Linked DNA regions of Oryctolagus cuniculus: region 1 is linked to region 2. The links are chromatin contacts, called in public Micro-C maps. All regions are on one chromosome and are shown on one strand. Each heading gives the region's core, a stretch centred on a gene start, on an enhancer-like site or on the middle of the called end of the contact. The rest is flanking DNA. Distances are from core to core; before and after follow the strand shown. Region 1 holds the start of CSNK1A1 (casein kinase 1 alpha 1). Region 2 holds the start of PCYOX1L (prenylcysteine oxidase 1 like).

Region 1 (6,094 bases), core at 1,307-3,806, 150 kb after region 2:
ACACAAAAAAATCAAAAAACAAAAACAGTTGTTATTTTGGTAGCTTCCACATCAGAACTAACATAATCCTGCTCTTGGTTCACGATTTGAATAAAAACTGTCACAGTAAATATTTCATTTAATTTTCAACTGTTCTGGATCGTTTTGCAAATATTTCGGAGTGCTACTAATAAACCGATTGGGATTAAACTATAGTTTGTTATGTTAATCATTAAAGAGAATACAATGTCATTTTCATCTGGTCATCATTTATTCTGATTACCATTTCTATTTGTATTCACATAAGCCATCCTGCGGAAGTCCATGATTCCCCTGATGTGAAGTTTTACTGACAAAACTACTCAACAGGTCAAAATTACTTATCAAACCGTGGTTAAGTGATTAGTGATTAAGCTTCCTTAATACAACTGATTAGAGTGGAGCAAACTTCAACATAGTTGGTGCAGCTCAAATTGCCTTTGCTATTACCCATAAAAATTTAATACAGACTAAAATGTACCAAAGATTAACATTCAAGGAAGGAAACAATAACTGGCACCTTTAAGAGAAATACAAAAGATTTTACAAAGTGTAATTTTAACAATTTGGTGCCGCATCTGCTGCAGATAGCACACACACCGTCATTATGCCATCTCATTCCTTGAACCCCATCGCCTCCTGTAGCTTTATTCTTGGCTTTTCAAGGGGTTAATCCACTCAGGGCTGCTAAAGGGGAATCAAAGAAGCATGACTTGTGAACTCAAGCTGAGAAAAGGGCAGGAATATGGGGTTGAGTCATGTCGTTCCGCCATTTTCTAAGCGGAGGAGGAAGACATGTTGGAACAAAAACACAACAAAAGAGCAGCCATTTCCCAAGCCAGCTCCAATAGCAACCCGAACTGGCCGAGCTGGGTCACTTCAGCACCTTCAAATACACTCCGCTGGCCAAACCTAAGGACATCAGAGGTGCCGCCGTAACGCGAGCAGCCGCCAACCCTTCAGCGGAGGGATCAAAGGCGACCGCATACCTCGCTGCACACCAGAAGGCCCCACAGAGGGGGAACGACGGACGCTAAACCGAGCTGAGGGCAAGCAACTGGCATTTTAAACTAAGCTGGCAAACTAAAATTTACTGTGATTGAGGTGACACGGGTCACAGGAAACCACCGGCTATAGGGACCCCAGGTACTCGAACACCAAGACCCGGATTTCCTAGTCCCTTTACCTGCCTCTTCCCACTTCCCTCTTCCGACTTCCCTCAGCGGATCGCCGAGGTGCTAAAGGGTTCTTACCGTATGTGGGGGATGCCAACCCCACCTTGAAGAATCTTATAGAGTTTGCTCTCGTACAGCAACTGGGGATGCCTGGCCTTCTGCGACTCTAGCTTCACTGCCACTTCCTGCAGGGGAAAGACGGGACGATGGCATCAACATCCCCGTGAAGTCAATGTCACTTGGGAAAGGAGAGGGGGCATTAGCAAGGCTCCAAGTCGCGACGACGAGGAGGAAGTGAAAGGCTGGCAAGAGAAAGCTCTCTCTGCAATTACAAAGGGAGGCGACCGGCCTCAAAGGCCTCTTCAGGGGGTAGTGACGAAACCCGCACATCTTCTAAAGTGCAGGAAAATGACACAGGCAAGAAAAAGAAGCAACCTCGGGACATGAGCAAAGATTCGGGAGGAACCAGGAGACAGGAAGCGGCCCTAAGGGGCCCAAGAACCCTGTAGAATATGAAAAGTATTTAGAAAAACATGGGGACCACAAGACTAGGATTCTGTCGTTCCCATCTTAAATGATGGTTTCCGGAAAAAAGAAAAAAAAAAAAGTTCGACCCGGGGACATTTTTAACAAGCTGGGAAACTTAATGGTTCACTCAACGTTTCCATCGGGTTCTTTTCCTTTTAGGGCAAGAGAGCGGGGGAGGCTCCTAAGCCAGGAAAACTGGCTCCCTCCGGACTCCCCAGTGCGTGCGTGCGGGCGGGCGAGCGAGTGGGGGAAGAGGCCGGGCACTTTTGGGGTTGAGGAGGGGGCGAGCCAAGGCGCAGCGCTACCGCGAACCCCACCCCGAGAGATTACCTCGCCGTTGGTGATGTTGATGGCCAGATAAATGTCCCCGAAGGAGCCAGACCCGATCTTCCGTACCAGTTTGTATTTCCCTCCGACAATGAATTCGGCCTTGGAGCCGCTGCTGCTCGCCATCCTGAGAAACGAAGATGGAGGCTGGGGCAAAGCCCCGACACCTCAGAGGGGACGACGGAGGCCTCGGAGGCTCGTCCACGGGGCAAGGCTGCGGAGGAGGGCGGCAGGAAGCGGAAACGGAGGCTTTTCCCGGCGTTATAGGGCCCAGAATCGGCCAACGGGGACCCGATCACCGCCGCTCAGTCAGGTTTCTTTCTGCCAGGCCGCCGATTGTGAGGCAGTTCTCGCGGTTACGAGGCTGGGCCACTTGTTTCTGGGCGGCTGCCGCTGCCTCGCTTTCGCGGCGACGTCGCTGGCTGGAAAAGAGGCGCGGTGAAATTAGGCTGGCGATACCGCTGCGACCAGTGCCGCCGGCTCCGGGCCGAAGGGACCCCTGTCACTCCGCCGACGCCGCCATCTTGTTACTCCGGCTTCAGCCAACACAAAATGCCCCCAGTCCCCGGGAGCCGCTTCTTCACAGCGCAGAGCACTCTGGGAAAGGGATCTCAGGCGCTAGCCCCAAAGGGTCGGCAGCGAGAGAGAGGGCGGAACCGGATCCGTGAGAGTCTAGGCCCACGCTGCGAGCGTCACTCCGTCCCCTCCCAGCTGCGCATGAGCGCTGCGACGCCTGCCGACTGCGCAGGCGTGTCATGGCCTGCCCTCTCCCCGCCCCCCCCCGCCCTCGGGCTCACTTCCACTTCCGGCCGTCGGCAAGTCCGCTCTTGTTGCGGTTTAGGTACTTCCGAGACTGCCCGGTGTCGGTGAGGCAACGCGGCCCGGGGCTTGAGACCATGGGAGGCGTCGCCTTCGATTTTCGTGGCAGATGGACGGTTCAGGCCTCCTTTGGGGCTGAGCACTGACTTTTGCTCTTTGTTTGAGGGGGCTGTTAACCTTTCATCTTTTCTTCAGACTACTCCCCGGGACCGGCCTTTTCCAGCCCAGTTTGTGTTGGGAAAGAGGCTGTCGCCTCTGGTGGAGGGGAAGAGGAAGGCACTCCAGGAGGGCTGCGTTTGGGAGACTTGGTCAAGGCTCCTGGTTTAGCAGAGCCGGGCCAGATCCTCCTACTAATTGGAATTCGCTCAGCGGAGTGTTAGACCCTCTCTGTACAGGAGGGGGAAGGGAGAAGTAGAAATTACTTTCCCCGCCGTTTTTTTCGTGTTTCCCCACGGACACTTAATTTTCAAGAGTAAGACCCAATACCTGCTTCATGCTGAGTATTAGTGATAAATAAAATCAACAGAAATAAAGCTTGCAACAGCGTAAAACACTGCACATAGTACAAGTTGGTATTGTTGCCTTTCACCAAAAGGAAAAAAAAAAAACGAAGGAGCCAGTCTGTCATGTTGAAGGCTTGGACTGACCCCAAATAAAAAGGGTAGAAATAACTTACAAGTTAAGATTGACAACGGTTGCAGTCTTAGATGGTTTTTATTTTTATTTTTTAACTAGAAATTCATCAGAGGCAGGTCTTGACCTCTTTGGGATTTAAGAAATTTGATCTGGGAAGGTTGAGTGTGATAATGCTCACAAGAGAGCCCATGGCTGATGCTATTATCTGACTGAAACCCCTGAGTTCTAAAAGTGTACTTTTTATTTTTATATAAAAGTTTATTTATTTATAACTTATTTGAAAGGAGAATAACAGATATCAAGATTTTCCATCCTGTTGGTTCACTCCCTAAATGCAAGCAACAGCCAGGGCTGGATCAGACTGAAACCAGGAGCAGGTAGTCCCACATGAGTGGTAGGTACCAAAGTACTTGAGCTGTCACCTGCTGCCCCCCAGGATGCACACTAGCAGGAAGGTGGATCAGAAGTGAATCTGGGCAGGGGCAGGGCGGGCATTAGGGTTGGGGATGGCGTTGGGATGTAGAGGGTAAAGCTTTGGAGTGCAATGCCAACATGACATAGTATAGGGGGCCCAGGGTTTGAGTCCTGGTTGCTCCACTTGTGATCTAGCTCCCTGCTAATGTACCTGGGAAAGCAGCTGAAGACAGCCCAAGTGCCTGGGCCCTGCGCCCACATGGGAGACCCAGAAGAAGCTCCTGGCTCCTGACTTTGGTCTGGCGCATCCCTAGCCATTGCCACCATCTGGAGAGTAAACCAGTGGATGGAAAATCCTTTCTCTGTCTCTTCCTCTCTCTGTGTGTAACTCTGCCTGCAAATAAATTTAAAAAAATATTTTTTAAGAGATTTACTTATTTATTTATTTGGAAGCCAGAGTTACAGAGAGGAAGAGAAGGATAGGCAGAGGGACAGAGAGGTCTTCCATCCGCTGGTTCACTCCTCAATTGGCCACAATATCCGGAGATGTGCCGATCCAAAGCTGAGAGCCAGGAGCTTCCTCTGGGTCTTCCCATGTGGGTGCAGGGGCACGAGGACTTGGGCCATCTTGTACTGCTTTCCCAGGCCATGGCACAGAGCTGTATCTGAAGTGGAGCAGCCAAGACTTGAACCGGTGCCCATATGGGATGCCGGCACTGCAGGCAGTGGCTTTACCCACTACACCACAGTGCCAGCCCCTAAAACAAATCTTTTTTTTTTTTTTTTTTTTTAATGAATGGGGAGTTGAATTCAGGCCATCCAGTATGGGATAGAGGGATCTCAAGCAGCAGCATTTGAAACTCTGTGCCAAAAGCAGTGGCCCAAGGACTTGAGCCACCTTCTGCCTTCCCAGGCCATGGCAGAGAGCTGGGTCAGAAGTGGAGCAGTCGCACCACAGCGCCAGCCCCCTAGTATGCAGTTTTAAGGCAGGACCAAAACCCAGAGTGCCTGACTTCAAATCAGCGGCATTAGTAATGCTCTTTTGGTGAACCTGAAGCATGCTGTTGCCCACTTAAAATCTTGTACTGTTAGATTCTGCCCTAAAAAATTGCTTTAAAGCAAAGTTTAATTATCTTAAAGGTTCCAAGGATAATTACTATTCTGCTGATTTTCTGTCATAGCCATCCAACATTTAATGGGCTCTTCACATTCAGTAGTTCCCCATTAGGGGGTGGGGTATGAACTTTTTTTCTTACTTTTTTTTTTTTTTTTTTTTTTTTGGTATAGTAATACAAATGCTCAATTTGCAGTTGGGGGACAGAGGACAGAGGATGCACATGGAGCAGACTAGTAATTCCCAGTAGAATACCCTTGTATAGGGGTAGTGTTATGGTGCAGCTAGAACATGTGCTAGTTCAAGTCCCAGCTAAGGAGACTGGGAAGGCAGTGGAAAATGGCCCCAAATACATGAACTATTACCTGCTGCCTTCCTAGTATGCATCAATGGGAAGCTAGGATCAGAAGCAGGGCCCAGACTCAAACCTGGGCACTCTGATTATGGGATATAGGCATCCCAAGTGGCTTCTTAACCTCCATGCCAAACACTTATCCCTGAGTTTTTTTTTTTTTAAAGATTGATTACTTATAATTTTTTTAAAAAGATTTAAAGAGTAAAAGGCAGAGAAAGACTCAGAGAGAGCGACAGAGCTCTTCCATCCGCTGGTTCACTCTCCGGATACCCACAACAGCCAGGGCTGGGCTAGGCCAAAACCAGGAGCCCAAAATGCCATCTGGTTCTTCCACGTGGATGGCAGGGACCTAAGCACTTGAGTCATCATCTCCTGCCTTCCCCAGCACATTAGCAGAGATTGGAAATGGAATAGCCAGGACATGAACCAGCACTCCCATATGGGATGCCAGTGATGTTGCAGGTGCCAGCTTAACCTGCTTTGCCACAAGGCCAGTCCCACCCCTGTGGTTTTTTAAATATCCTTATTTGTCAAATTAAAAAGCTGACACTTCCGTGTGTGATCTGCCTTTGTTGCTTTTATAAAACCTTTGTAAACCCATGAAATTCCACACTGAGGCCTACTAATCTAAATGACTTTTAGAAGCCATTCTGACTTCAAGATTCTATGATTTTATACAAGAGTACTTCAAAGTGTCCATAGAAAGAT
Region 2 (5,670 bases), core at 2,521-5,020:
ATTATCTGGAGCCATCCTCTTCCTATTTATTATTTATGCTAATTTAGGTTTCCCTTATAGGTATAAATTTCCTCCTTTTTTGGATACCTGTGTCCAGTTTTTGTCAAAATTATCAGCTTTAAATATACCAAAGACGGATATTTTGGGGTGCCACATTCTGGTTTTTTTTTTAAGAGTATTTGGGATAGTGTGTCCTGAGCCCCAATATCCCCATTCGAAGATACCACATTAGCCCTATATAATAAAGCCGTGCCCTTGTGAGCCCTACCATCTCCATCTTCACATTTAGATACTCTTAAAAGGCAATCAAAAGACTGGTAGTAAGATTATAAAACCAGAATCTTTTTTTTCATTCCACAAAGTACATACTGTAATTTGAATGAGCAATCAAATTTCACAATAAGAATTTGTCTTGTATTTTTTTTGTTTGTTTGTTTTGCCTTTATTCCTTGAGATTGACAGATGGTGACAACAGGGGGGAAAAGCCCTTTATAATTACCCATGTGTGTTTTTGGAACAGTAGCAATCATTACCAGTGAATTAGAATTAACCATAATTTTAGATATGGAATGTTCTGATTACCTAAAGTGTTTTCTGTTACTCCATTCCACCTTCTATTTTTGCAAGTAGATTAAGAATCATTTTAGGTTCTTTTATTATTCAGTACTTTTGCAGAGTTAAAAGTCTAAGTTTAGAATTGGAGGGTGAAGCTACAACAGAATGTCAACTGGAAGGGCTGTGGGGGAGCCAGAGCAGCATAGTAGAGCATAGGCGTGGTCAGCATACACTTGAACCTGATCCCAGCTCACTTACCTGTGTGACTGGCACCAGTCATTCAGTCTTCTGAGCCTGTTTCCTTATTTGTAGAGTGCTTTTAATTCTCTCATGATACTGTGAGGGTTAAGTGAAATATGTCATTTGCCTACTACAGTAGGCCCTCATATTTATTTTTATCCTTTTTTTGTTATGTACATTGTACTGTGTTTTTGTAGCTGCCTAAAGTCTAAGGAAAGGGGAAGACTAGTTAAATGATGATTATTAAAAAACATATAAGCTAATCATTCACAGTGAATTTTTTTCCTTCCGGTTTCTGGTTGGTTGGATGGTTGTTTTGTTTTTAATTAACCACCACAAGGAACATACATTTTTAGATTGAACAAGAAAATTGTGTTAGTGCTCTTAATTATTTTGAGGTGACAAAACAAGAAGACAGTGTCTAGCAGGTGGTATATAAGGAAGCTGTGGCTCACCTAGGAGGGATGTTGGTGTTTTAGTACTTGGATTCTACAGACCTTTTACTGACTTTCCTTATTGCCATAAAGGAATCAGTCAGTTTGAAGTTGATACAAGTTATTTGGTGATGTAAGGATGAAATGTAATATCCAGAAACAACTTTAATAAAACTGAAATTGGAATAACTGCAGTCTGGGTGTTGAGTCTTTTGTCTTCCTCATTCATGTTGATTATTGGTATGTTATGGTCACTCACTGAATGCTGTGGATGCTCGGGGAGGCACCCTGAGATCTCACAGCAGCGCAGCAAAGTGGCTGCAGTATAGGCGTCCCATATTCTGCCTCAGTATTGAAGTCTTGGCTGTTTTTCTACCTCCTGGACTCCTCTCTCTCTCTCTCTGATTCCTATGCATTTCTTAGATCTGGAGTCTTGTTTCTGCCTTCCTCTCTGGCATTGCCTTATTTTCTCGTGTTTGCCTTTTCATTCTAGTTGTTTTATCTGTGTTGACTACTATACTTGCACTGTTCTGCTCTTGACCATCTCCTAACCATGTTGTTGAATGTGGCCCTGATCTGACCTTCAGCTTCCACATGTCCTTCCCAAGTTTTGATGGGCTTTGTTTTTACCTCTGCTTCTCAGATGGCTTCCCTATACTCAGCCTCCTGGCCGAATTGCCCTTTGGAGCTGGCCTTTTCTGAGATTTGGCCTTGCGTTTTCATCATTGCTCAAGTCTTGTCTACACAACCTGGCTCCATAATCCATTGTTTCACGTATTCCTGATGTTTGTTAGTATATTCTTATTCCTGTCCATTCAAATGTCCATGTCTGATGCTTTGCAGAGATTTTAAAACTGTTTCAGAATTCCTTGACACTTAAATAGGGGGTTAGGACATATGTCCGTTTTTCTTGCCTGTCCTTGGAGCTTTTTTGCATTTCTTGTCTAATAGGATACAGTGGAAGTGACACTACAGTTTCTGGACTCAGAACTGTTAAAACTGGCAGGCCCACTTCCTGTCTTGAGCCCTAACCATCACCTCAAGAGCAAGCTGAAGTGGCCTGTCATAGAGCTGAGAGCCCTGGTTTGAGGTTTCAGCTGGGTCAGCACCCTCTGCCTGCCAGTGAGGCATCTTGAAAGGATTCTCCCACCCTCAGTGGAGCAGTTCCAAATGAACTACAGGGAACACATGAGCTGATCTCATTGCACCCGGGCCTATGGCCTAAATAAATAGATTGTTACTTAAAGGCCCTATGTCAGATGGCTTGTGACACAGCAACAGACAATTGATACAGTGTCCCAACCTCATTCCCAGTCTTGCCAGTTGCTTTGCACCTCTGTGCCACCGTAAGTGTGCCTCACCACTTACGGGCTCTTTTGAATCTGCCTTACAACCTTGAGAGCTTACACATGGTCTCTGGGCTGCTAGGGTTGGAAGGACTTCCTAACAGAAGAAAAAAACAAGTCTAGATTCAAGAGTTTAAAAAGAGGAATCTTAAATATGATCTGTCCCACCAGAAAATGACAAGAATCAGATTACGTCACACACAAGAGACCTTGGTATTAAGTGATCAGTGAACAGTCATTGACAAAGGACAATAGGGGAATATTGAGTCTTTGCTAATGAACTGAAAAGATTTTTCATCCTGACACAAATATTGCCCAAAATATTTTTTGAAGATTGTGAAGCTTAGTCATCTATCGCCTTTCTAGCAGTCATCCATGTTGGCCCTATGAAGACTCACAGAGCTAACTTAGAGCCCCAGCTATAAACCCTTCCCTTCCGTTTCTTCTCTTATCCATATCTCATTGAATAAATAAGACTTCCTTTATTTATCCTGAAACTCGCCCCTACCTGTTCCTCTGCCAGAGGAAATCTGGGTTGTACAGCGTTGTAAAACAGACCAGAGCTGCCCTTGTTCTCAGAGAATGAAAATGGAAACTCCTATCTCCTTGCCTTTTCTCCTTTCTGACAAGAGAGCAGGTGGGACCTCCTCCTTTTGTTTTTTAAGAAGTGGAAGGCAGATACGTAAACTATATAAATAGCAGCAGTATCCAGACCGTGCGGGCTCGCTTCAGCACACGCAGAGGGCAGCCGTGTAGCCGCCCTGACCGCAAGCTTGGTCAGCAATTTCCAGTTTGTGCAGACGCTGCAAAACGGCCTCCCATCCCCTATCTCACGTGACCGTCACAACCACTCGGAAGCTCAGCAGGCATTGTTCTGCCTGTTTTACGAAAACGGAAGCGGAGAAACCCGGAGAAGGCATATTACAGAGCTCCTAACTCTCCGAAGTTGGCCTTCTGTTCCTTCCCATGCAACCATTAACTGCATTGGGGCCCTGGTCCTGATGCTGAGGCGCCGCCGAGGCGCGCACACCTGCGCCCGAGCAAGGATCGGCCCGCCAATGAGGAAGCCGTATTCAGGAGGCGGGCCGGGGAAGCTGCCAATGAGAGAGCCTGCCCCGAGAGAGATGTAGCTAATGAGGGCCTCGTCCTGGAGAAGGACGGCCGTTGAGCCAATAAAAGCCTGGGACCAGAGAGGCTGGAAGGCGGAACGGCCAGTGGGGCGCCTGGGCGGGCGGTGAGCCGAGCGCCAACCCGCAAGCGGCCGAGCCCCCGCGCGCTGTCCCGGACGCCACCCGCCATGGCCCAAGCTGGGCCGCTCCTCTCCGCGCTGGCCGCGCTGCTCGCCGCGACCGCTGCAGGCGGAGACGCCCCGCCCGGCAAAATCGGTGCGGAAGGACGCGAGGGGTGGGGGCCTGAGCCCTGAGGGCTGGGCGGGAAAAGGGACTCCGCTGGCTGGGGGCAGAGAAGAGCTGCTGGGCGAGTGAGCGGTGCTCGGGAGAGGAATGGGGCGGGGGCGAGGGCGAGGCGCGGGACTGGGGACTGGGCGAGGGCCGGGCCCGCACAGGTAAGGAGCCGATGCGGAGGGTGGCATGGGCGTGTGGAGTGGGCCACCTGAGATGGAAAAAGCACTGCGCGGGACTGGTCTCCGATCTCTCCAGAAGGTCCAGTGTCACCGAGCATCTGCCTGTGGACCTGGCTCCTTGCAGGGCGCCCTCATGACGGCAGACAGGGCTGGGCTTGGCGTTCATAGAGGTGTGTGGAGGGCCGTGTATGGGATAGGCGTGGAGCAGCCACCTCCCGGTCCCAGGCAGTCTGCATGCAGGCAGCCTCTGGGGCAGGGCTTCCTGGGAGTCACATCTAAGCCAGAACCCCTGGGAACATAGGACGCCTTCAAGGAGAAAGACCAGTGGGTCAGCTGCAGACAGACTTGCTGAATGACTTGTATTACTTGTGTGGCTTTTCAATGTTTGATTTTGAACGTTTTCTAAGGTACAGAAAAGCTGGGAGAATGTTACAGTGATCATTTGTGCACCCACCTTCTAGACTGCCATTCACCCCTACTCTCCCTACTTTGTCCTGTCCCCACCACATGTCCTGCTGCCCATCCCTGGCATCGTCGTCCGTTTTGATGCATTTAAAAATAAACCAGACAAACCAGGATGCTTCATGGAATCCATCATGCCAATCATTGACAGGGTTTCATCTTTGTTTACACTTGCTTTTGTTTATTTACTTACCATTGTATTTGAAAGACAGAGCAAGACCTTCCATTGGTTCACTCCCCGAGAAACACAAGAGCCAGGCCTGGGCCAGGTGGGAGAAGGGGACTCAGAACTCCATCTGGGTCGCCCACATGGGCGGCAGGGACCACCCAAGTGCCTGGGTCCCATTTGCTACCTCCCAGGGTTGACATTAGCAGGAAGATGAATGGGAAGTCAAGTAGCTGGGATGCAAACCAGGCGACTTCAGCGGCAACTTAAGCCATTGTGCCAAATGACCACCACCCTCCTTTCCCCCCCACCCTTCTTAACAATTATGATCATCTTAACTCTCTGTGACTCATCAGGATTTTCAGGTCCCTTGCATATAGAATTCTCACAGGCAGGAATGTGTGGAAGGACACAGAGTCTCTGCCCCATTAGGCTGCCCTCCTGCATCCCAGTTAGTGGAAGTGCTTTGGCCCATCTTGCAGGAATGCCAGAGCTGTGCCAAAAGCTTCTTGGATTTGAAAACCACAGCCCAAGCCATCAAGGGTCAAGACAGACTAAAGCAAGCCAGAAATCGGCTTGGGTCTGGGGGGGCTGGAGGAAGAAGAATCTCAAGGGCTGGAGGGGAAGGGTTTGAGCTGGCTCTGAAGGAGAGGGAAGGGTCAGGCGTTTCCCACTGGTGAGTAGGGAAGGGCGGGGCCTCCCAGCAGATCTGTTCTGGCCATGTGGAGCTTGCTGGCCTGCCTCACCCCAGTCCTTCCAGAGCACGGCCACATTGCCCTTCAGCTCTCCTCACTGTGCACTCGGACAGAAACCTGTGCAGCCCTCGGTGGTTTGGACTCTACCCACCACGAGAACAAGGGGCTTCCTGCTAGGATGGCCAGATTC

Evidence for each region. Hi-C and Micro-C count contacts between places; a contact is called where the count stands out from the background.
Region 1: a Micro-C map of ear pinna shows a contact between it and region 2, with 2.4 times the contacts expected there. The contact joins the promoter of CSNK1A1 here to the promoter of PCYOX1L in region 2. A contact is called at or near these places in 4 of 6 Hi-C or Micro-C datasets (ear pinna, embryonic fibroblasts, psoas muscle and 1 more).

What each region holds. Positions count from the first base shown.
Region 1 is chr6:36,877,989-36,884,082 of mOryCun1.1, forward strand. CSNK1A1 (casein kinase 1 alpha 1) reads right to left here and starts at 2,557. Exons shown (of 10, transcript NM_001082373.1): 1 at 2,052-2,557; 2 at 1,272-1,378. The coding sequence starts at 2,174.
Region 2 is chr6:36,729,118-36,734,787 of mOryCun1.1, forward strand. PCYOX1L (prenylcysteine oxidase 1 like) reads left to right here and starts at 3,771. Exons shown (of 6, transcript XM_002710300.5): 1 at 3,771-3,960. The coding sequence starts at 3,873. It overlaps GRPEL2 (GrpE like 2, mitochondrial), which reads left to right. Exons shown (of 4, transcript XM_002710299.5): 4 at 1-1,423.